2 separate regions of the Mus musculus genome follow, and region 2 is linked to region 1. Evidence: chromatin contacts called from public promoter capture Hi-C data. All regions are on one chromosome and are shown on one strand. Each heading gives the region's core, a stretch centred on a gene start, on an enhancer-like site or on the middle of the called end of the contact. The rest is flanking DNA. Distances are from core to core; before and after follow the strand shown. Region 1 holds the start of Cspg4 (chondroitin sulfate proteoglycan 4). Region 2 holds the start of Ptpn9 (protein tyrosine phosphatase, non-receptor type 9).

What was found. Promoter capture Hi-C pulls out the DNA fragments that hold promoters and counts their contacts.
Region 2: a promoter capture Hi-C map of stem cell-derived epiblast-like cells shows a contact between it and region 1, with 2.4 times the contacts expected there. The contact joins the promoter of Ptpn9 here to the promoter of Cspg4 in region 1. A contact is called at or near these places in 11 of 39 promoter capture datasets (cranial neural crest, embryonic stem cells, hippocampal neurons and 5 more), 1 of 484 Hi-C or Micro-C datasets (nephron progenitors) and 1 of 9 other capture datasets (adipose tissue).

Annotation. Positions count from the first base shown.
Region 1 is chr9:56,863,573-56,867,142 of GRCm38.p6, forward strand. It overlaps Cspg4 (chondroitin sulfate proteoglycan 4), which reads left to right and starts at 1,532. Exons shown (of 10, transcript NM_139001.2): 1 at 1,532-1,705. The coding sequence starts at 1,618.
Region 2 is chr9:56,993,389-56,996,958 of GRCm38.p6, forward strand. Ptpn9 (protein tyrosine phosphatase, non-receptor type 9) reads left to right here and starts at 1,580. Exons shown (of 13, transcript NM_019651.2): 1 at 1,580-2,268. The coding sequence starts at 2,206.

The sequences.
Region 1 (3,570 bases), core at 282-2,781:
AATAGCAACAATCAGCTTCTTAGTCCACCTTAACAGGTACTTATTGAACACCTACTGTATGCAACTGCCTACGGAGGGGAAAGTCAAAGGTTCACAGAAGACCCTCCATCAAGGGGAGGATGTGCAGTAGTTGTATACAAACCGTGAAGTACTGGGATGTGCAGAATGAGAGAGGAAGAAGAAAAGGCGATATGAGTTGAACACCTACTGTATGCCAGGCCCTAAGGTAGGCATTTGAGACATATTAAAACACTTAATGCTTATAAATTCAAACTTGTAAGTGAAAAACTGAACCACAGGAAAAAAAGGAGTAGTTAAAGGCCAGTCAAGTAGGAGAATTGGGATCAAGAACACATCAGACCAGGCATGGTAGTAAGAGCACAGAGCATGGGCTCAATGATTCGGCTTGCCCTCGCCTGGATCAACTCACCCAGGCCCTTTAATCCCTCTCAGCCTCAGTTTCTCTATCGAAATGGGGCTCGGTTCTATCAGAAGTCATGAGACGCTGGACTTGTGCTATGATTGTTGCTGCTCAGGGGTAAGGATTGGAAAGAGGGTGCACAGTGGAACGTGGGCACAGCAGGGAGCCCAGTGGAGGGATATGCGTGAAAGAAGAGAGGAACGGGAGTGTTCCTCTATGCGTCTCCTAGAAAAAACCCAGGCCAGGTCCCAATGCAGCTGGGGCTGGCCAAACACAGGCACGGGGAAAAGCCACAGTAACTCTGCTTTTTCCAGCTCCTGGTTGGGACTAGGCAGGCTCTTGCCTGGGAAGGAGCCAGGAGGAGAAGGCCCCAGCCTGAAGCTGTTAGGTAGGAGCTAAATCCAGGGCCAGATTTCCAGGAGGTGGTGGGGCAAGTGAAAACACCAAGATTTGGGGGTCAGGAGGCCTGGGATCCTGGCAGGAAATGGCCAGGCACTACCTTTGACCTTGGATTCTGAGCTGGGCTCCTCCTCCACAAAATGAAGGGAAGGGTGCTCAGCCCCTACCTTGCAGGGTTGTTTTGAAGCATGTGTTACCACAGGGCTGAGCTTCTGCACCACAAGATCCAGACCTCTTGTCTTTACAGGCAGAGAATGTACAGTCTGTGGAAAGAGAAGGGCAAACCCAGAGCCCTGCCTAGCGGTCTGCTTTAGTGGAATCCTCGGGGACCTGTGACCTTGAAGGCACCTAAACCCCTACATCACCGCAAGGGCAGAAGAGGGCTGGCAGCTCTCACTTTTATTTCCCGTTCTCAAGAGATCCTGTCCACAGAGTTCTGGGGGTCTAAAGACTTAAGAGACATTGTCCCAAACCCTTAAAATGGGGCATGGGTCTGCCTTGGCAGGAAAGGTCCTTCAATCCTAACCAGGAGCAAGAGCCCAGCACGGCCCCTTTAAGAAAGTTGGAGGTGGGAGCAGACAGAGGGAGCCCCCGCCCGAAATCTAAGCGCGGGTCTGGCGCCTGCCCCGCCCCCGGAGTTAAGTACTGGACAGCCCTTGCGCCCTAGCCCGTGCGAGGAGCCCTGCTCCCTCGACTTTGGACTTGAATTGCGACTTGCGACTTGCGACTCGGTGCTGTCCAGATTCAGCACGCTCTGTTCCTTCGCCTTACAAGTCCAGGCACCCAGCCCCGCCGCGATGCTTCTCGGCCCGGGACACCCGCTGTCAGCTCCAGCCCTGGCCTTGGCTCTTACCTTGGCCTTGTTGGTCAGATCTACAGCTCCTGGTGAGTGAGGGACTGAGACCCTGCCCCTGCCTAAAGGATCTATATGGGGACTGCACTCATGGTCCCTGATCAAGAGTCCAAGGGCCTATACTTCTTCCCCAGGCTGAGGGTCTGGAAGGAAAGCTGTGATCTCTGTTAATGGGAACTCCGGGTATCCAAGATTGTCTGGTTTTCCTGACCCTAGAAAGTCAGACTCTGAAAAGGGACCCCTGGAGTCAGATTGCCAAGGGTGTGGCTCTGCCCACCCAGGTTGTCTGGGACACTTAGCCACCTCGATGCTATCCATTCTCTTTGCCATACAGGTTTGAGTGACCACAGTGGCTATCAAAGTATACCCAGAGGCAGCATTAAGTGTGCATCCTGACCACAGATACTCTGAGCCAGAAGTGGGGGTGCTGTGAAGTGAGACTCGGAGAGGAGGCACAATGCCCCACCCTGTGTGTGCCCAGCACACCTCTGCCACGGCCTCCTCTAACTGCCTCTGGCTTCCATACTCTCTTTTTGTTCCCAGGGCTGGCTAGCTGGCTTCTGTCCCTACCTCCATCGGCCCGTATACCTTCTTTCCCTCGTGTCTGCTCTCCTCACTGAGAGGACCTGGCTGGTGACAGACAAGACCACCCACTCTCCAGGGCCCAGAGGCAAGGCTGCCACCCCTCAGATATCTCTCTGATAGCCCTGGGACAAACCAGGCCACACCCCCTGTCTCTAGCTCTGGTGTCTGACCAGCAGAGCCTGAGTGAAGAGCACCTTGGTGGGCATCTTGTCTGTCACAATTGTCACAATCCCAGGAACCCTAGCAGTACAACGCTCTTCCTTTCCTGGAGATGAGGTCTGGTTAGACCATGAGATCTGTGGCCTCGGGGCCCCATCTGTCATTACTACCAATGTATGAATCAGGCAGTCAGCCTACATCTTTCAGGACCATTTCCAAGAGCAACTTAAAGCAGAGAAGGAACTTGAGTCTCCCTTCCAGGGGCCCGGACCACACCCTTCTCCCCGTCAGACGGAGGAGACCAGCTCTAAAGAAGGCTATCACGAGGCACCCAGAAGGGAAGTGAGTCAGGGAAGGACCCCTCACTAAGGTGACTCCAGCTAGATCTGGGCTCCTCATCCTCACTGCTCAGACTGCCTTTCCTAAAATCTCACAGTCCCGGAGATGAACAGACATGAGGGATGTGAGGAGGGAACACTGAGGTAGCTGGGCATTTCCAACCAAGAGATGGTTCCCTGCAGGCCCTACCTGCTTGGGCTTCAACCGGGAGCAATTTTTAGACACCATCTTAGCTCTGGCAATGAGAGACATGATGCTAGAACAACACAAAGATGGGCGGGCTGCGTCAGGGTGTGGCCATGCATGCCTGTAATGTCAGTACTGAGGAGGTCGGAGGAAGGGGATTGGTTGCACTGTAGGTTCAAGGCCAGCCTGGGCTGCAGAATGAGTCTCAGATTGGCCTCAGCTAGAGTGAGACCCTGCCTCCAAAACAAGTGGGGGTCGGAGGATAAAAGGGGCAGGGGAAGAAAGGAGGAGAGGAGATGGGGAGGAGGAAGAGAAGGAGGGGAGAGGACTTGTGTTAATTCAGGAGATATAGTGAAGTAAGGTAAAATTCAAAGAGCGGTTTCTAATTGTGTGTGGAAAGATCCAGGTGAAAATGCACAGGAAATCAGAAATGAGATGGGTGGGACAGAGGGGCCAGCCGTCGTCCTTGAGTCAAGCCTTGAAGGGTGGGAAGGGAGTCTGACTCCTGTCTGCGGTCCTCAGCCTGGACAAGAGCAGGAGGTGGGTGTAACGGGGTGTTGAAATAGAAAGGCCAGCAGCCTGACTGGAAGGCATATTTTGAGCACAGGACAGGAAGAGCCATTGAGCT
Region 2 (3,570 bases), core at 330-2,829, 130 kb after region 1:
AAAGCAGGAGCTGATGCAGAGGCCATGGAGGGATGTTCTTTACTGGCTTGCCTCCCCTGGCTTGCTCAGCCTGCTCTCTTATAAAACCCAAGACTACCAGCCCAGAGATGGTCCTACCCACAAGGGGCCTTTCCCCCTTGATCACTAATTGAGAAAATGCCTTACAGTTGGATCTCATGGAGGCATTTCCTCAACTGAAGGTCCTTTCTCTGTGATAACTCCAGCTGTGTCAAGTTGACACAAAACTAGCCAGTACAACATGTATGGGTGTTTTTTTTTTCCTGATGTATGTTTATACATCACATGCTCCTTAAAAGTTCTATACTACCACGTGGGTACTAGAATTGAACCCAGATCCACTCCAAGGTCAGCCAGTATTCTTAACCACTGACCCATCACGCGAGTCCCTGAGTGTCTTCATTATTTTACTTCCTGATACATCTTCCATTATCTTATACTGTCTTATTTTAACTCCAGTGCATAGTGCAGTGTCTGGTGTGCAGATAGACTTGTTATAGACTGTCTTCCAGTTTCAATACTGAAACCAACTCCTGAGTAGGTTCCTGAGTTCAGCGTAGAGTTCATTTTACTGGTGGCAAAAGACAAACTAACATAGTTGAGGGGCAAGGAGGCATGGACATGCCTTTAATTCCTTCACTCAAGAGGCAGATCTCTGTGAGTTCAAGGCCAGCTTGGTCTACACAGCCAATTTTGGGACAGCCAGGGGTACATAGAGATCCTTTCTCAAAACTCTGTCTTTCCTGGCCCCCTGACCCTCCACACACACAAAGGAAAAAACTTAGCAGAGGTAACCCTGAAGCTGCTATTGCACTGGTGCCAAAATGGAGTTAAGAATATATATAATTTATTTTTTAAAAAGTTCTCCAAGATGGGCATCAAAACCTATAGCATTTTCTTTTCCGAAGACCCATCCCCTGGTTCTTTCTGGACTTCAGTCCTGGGGGGACTAGTTGTGGCACTCCGATTTCTTGAAATCCTTCTAGAATACTTATCTTTGGTCTAACATGATAAAAAAAATCACAGTAGGCCCAGCCCTGCCTTCTCAATGCTCCTATCCTGAGAGACCCAGACTCTGCTGTTTACCCTAGAGTAAAATCATGCATTTGCAAAGGCTGTGGGCTTCCTGAATGAATTCTGAAACAGGATGTCTCTCTCTGTCTCTTCCTCACTCTCTCTTTGTACCCGATTACAATTAGCTACAATGATGCTGGACTACAGGATACATTCATTGAGCAAAGAAATGCGGCCCTTGCTTATCTGTCAGATCCGAGGCATCTTGGACCTCACAGGCAACCTTTCAGACCCTACCACGAATAGGTAGAAGCCGCCCGTGAATACCGGGAAGGGCACCGGTCCTCGCGCAGTTTTGGATTCTTTTAACTCCCAGTCGCGTCTCCCTCCCGCTCCCGTAGGGGAGTCGCCTCTCGTCCCCGCAGCCCCTCCCCCGCCGCGCCGCTCCGTTCCGCTCAGCCTCCCCTCCTCCCAGCTCCTCTCTGTCTCCCCCTCTCGGACAACGTCCCCGTCCGGCCCGGCCCTCCCCGGCTCCTGTTTGTGAATGAGATGCTCAGTTTCTCAATGGAGCCGTGGGGGGCTCGGGCGGACGCGGCGCAGGCCGCAGCGCTGGCCCTGAGCCGGGAGGGGGACGCCTTTTCCTCGCTCGCTCGCGCCCGCCCTCCCTGTCTCCGCGGCGGCTTTTGAGGAACTGGGCCGCGAGGCCACGGAGCAGTTCGCAGGGCCCGCATCCCCGTGGACGCCCGGGCTGGGCGGTCTCGAGGCGCCGGCGAGCTCTGCCCCGGGGGTTAAGCGGCTCGGAAGGCCGACGGCCTCCAACTCCCGCCAGGCGCCTTCGCGGTGGCTGTAAAAGTTGTGGACTCCTAAAAAAGAAAGAAAGCCAAGCAGACCTCGAACTGCTGTTAGTTCCTCGCCCGCACTTTCTCCTCCTCAGGACAGGAGGGGTGGCGTGAGGAAAGGAGTGAAGCAAACAGGAGGCATTTCCTCTCCGCGGGGAGCGACAGCGGGCTCTCCCCGGCCAGCAGGAGCGGCGTTGGCAGCCGCCGCGGGCGCCGGGCGCTCGCACCATGCGCGAGCCGACCGAGAGCTGCTGAGGCGCCGGGCCACAGAAGCGGAGCGCGAGTGCAGCGGGTTCTGGCGCTCGCCCACCAGACCTGCCCCGGCGGCGGCGGGATGGAGCCGGCGACCGCGCCCCGGCCGGACATGGCGCCGGAGCTGACCCCCGAGGAGGAGCAGGTAAGCGCCGCTGCAGCGGTGGGTGTGTCCGAGCCTCCGAGGCCTAGGCCGGCCTCTGTTCGCCGGGCTGCGCTCCTCGCCCCGGGCCCTCAGCGGCTCCTGCTCGCATTTCAGGCCTGCGGGCTGGCCTCCCCGGGCCGGAGACCGCGCCCCAGGCCATCGCCCAGCCCAGCCCCGGAGCCGTGGGACCCCTGGCTCTGAGATTCTTATGCTTCGAGACTTCCGGGGGGGGGGGGGTCCGTGCTGCTCCATTTCAATGAATATTAAAGTTCCTCGAACTGGGGCGGGCTCCCCACTGGATGACTGCAGGACACCTTGTCCCAGGCCCTTCTACTCTCTGGAAGCGTTTGCATTTTTTTTTTTTTTTCTCGAGGGTCCGTTGTTTTCAAGGGCAAGGAAAGCCATTTGGGGGGAGGATTCCTAGGTGGTTGTCTCCGTTCCCAAGATGGGGGGAGGTAGCGCTGGTAAAGAGGTGGCCCAGATTCTCAAAGGAGCCCTTCAGGCTTTCAGACTGCTGTGACGGGCCTACTTGGACAGATCCTGAAAGATCTGTTCCTTTTCTAGCTCCCCAAGTCCCTGGCCTTGACCTCCCTATTCTGCTTTCCCAGGCTAGGCTCTTACCCTCGTCCCCATTTCCCTGCCCCCACCTCATCTGACAGTCTCCATCTTTCTGAAGCCCACACTGGAGTTCCATTGTCCCTTTTTAAAGCTTGAGATCTTAAATTCCCAGAAAGTAGTAGCTTGCGTTATCATTTGAGGGGTTTCTGTAAGCGAGAAGCCTAGCGAGCGCTCTTATAACTTTACACCCCCCCCCCCATATTCCAGCTGTGGAAACACGGACTAGATGAGATTCAGAACCCCACGGATTGGGCTCTTGCTCTTCTCTCCTTGGCACTGCTCATATCCAAACAGAAGCTGTGCTCAAATATGGCCATAATCTGCTTGTACCTTACAAAATAAATGAAAGAGGAAAAGGTGAGACATGCTGGTAATGATCCGTTTCACACTCTCACGCCCTAGTTCACAGGCCCACATTTGCTAACACAATCTGGAGTGGGGAGATGTCTATTTTGACAAACTAACATTGGTTTAATGGTTTTTTTTTAAAGACCTTTTTATGGTTTATTTATTTTTATTTTATTTGCATTGGTGTTTTGCTTGCATATATGTCTGTGTGGGGGTGTCAACTCACTTGGAGATGGATTATGGATACCTGTGACTGCCATGTGAGTGTTGGGAATTGAACCTAGGTCCTCTGAAAGAGTAGCCAGTGCTCTCTCCAGCCCCAAGACCTGATTTTTA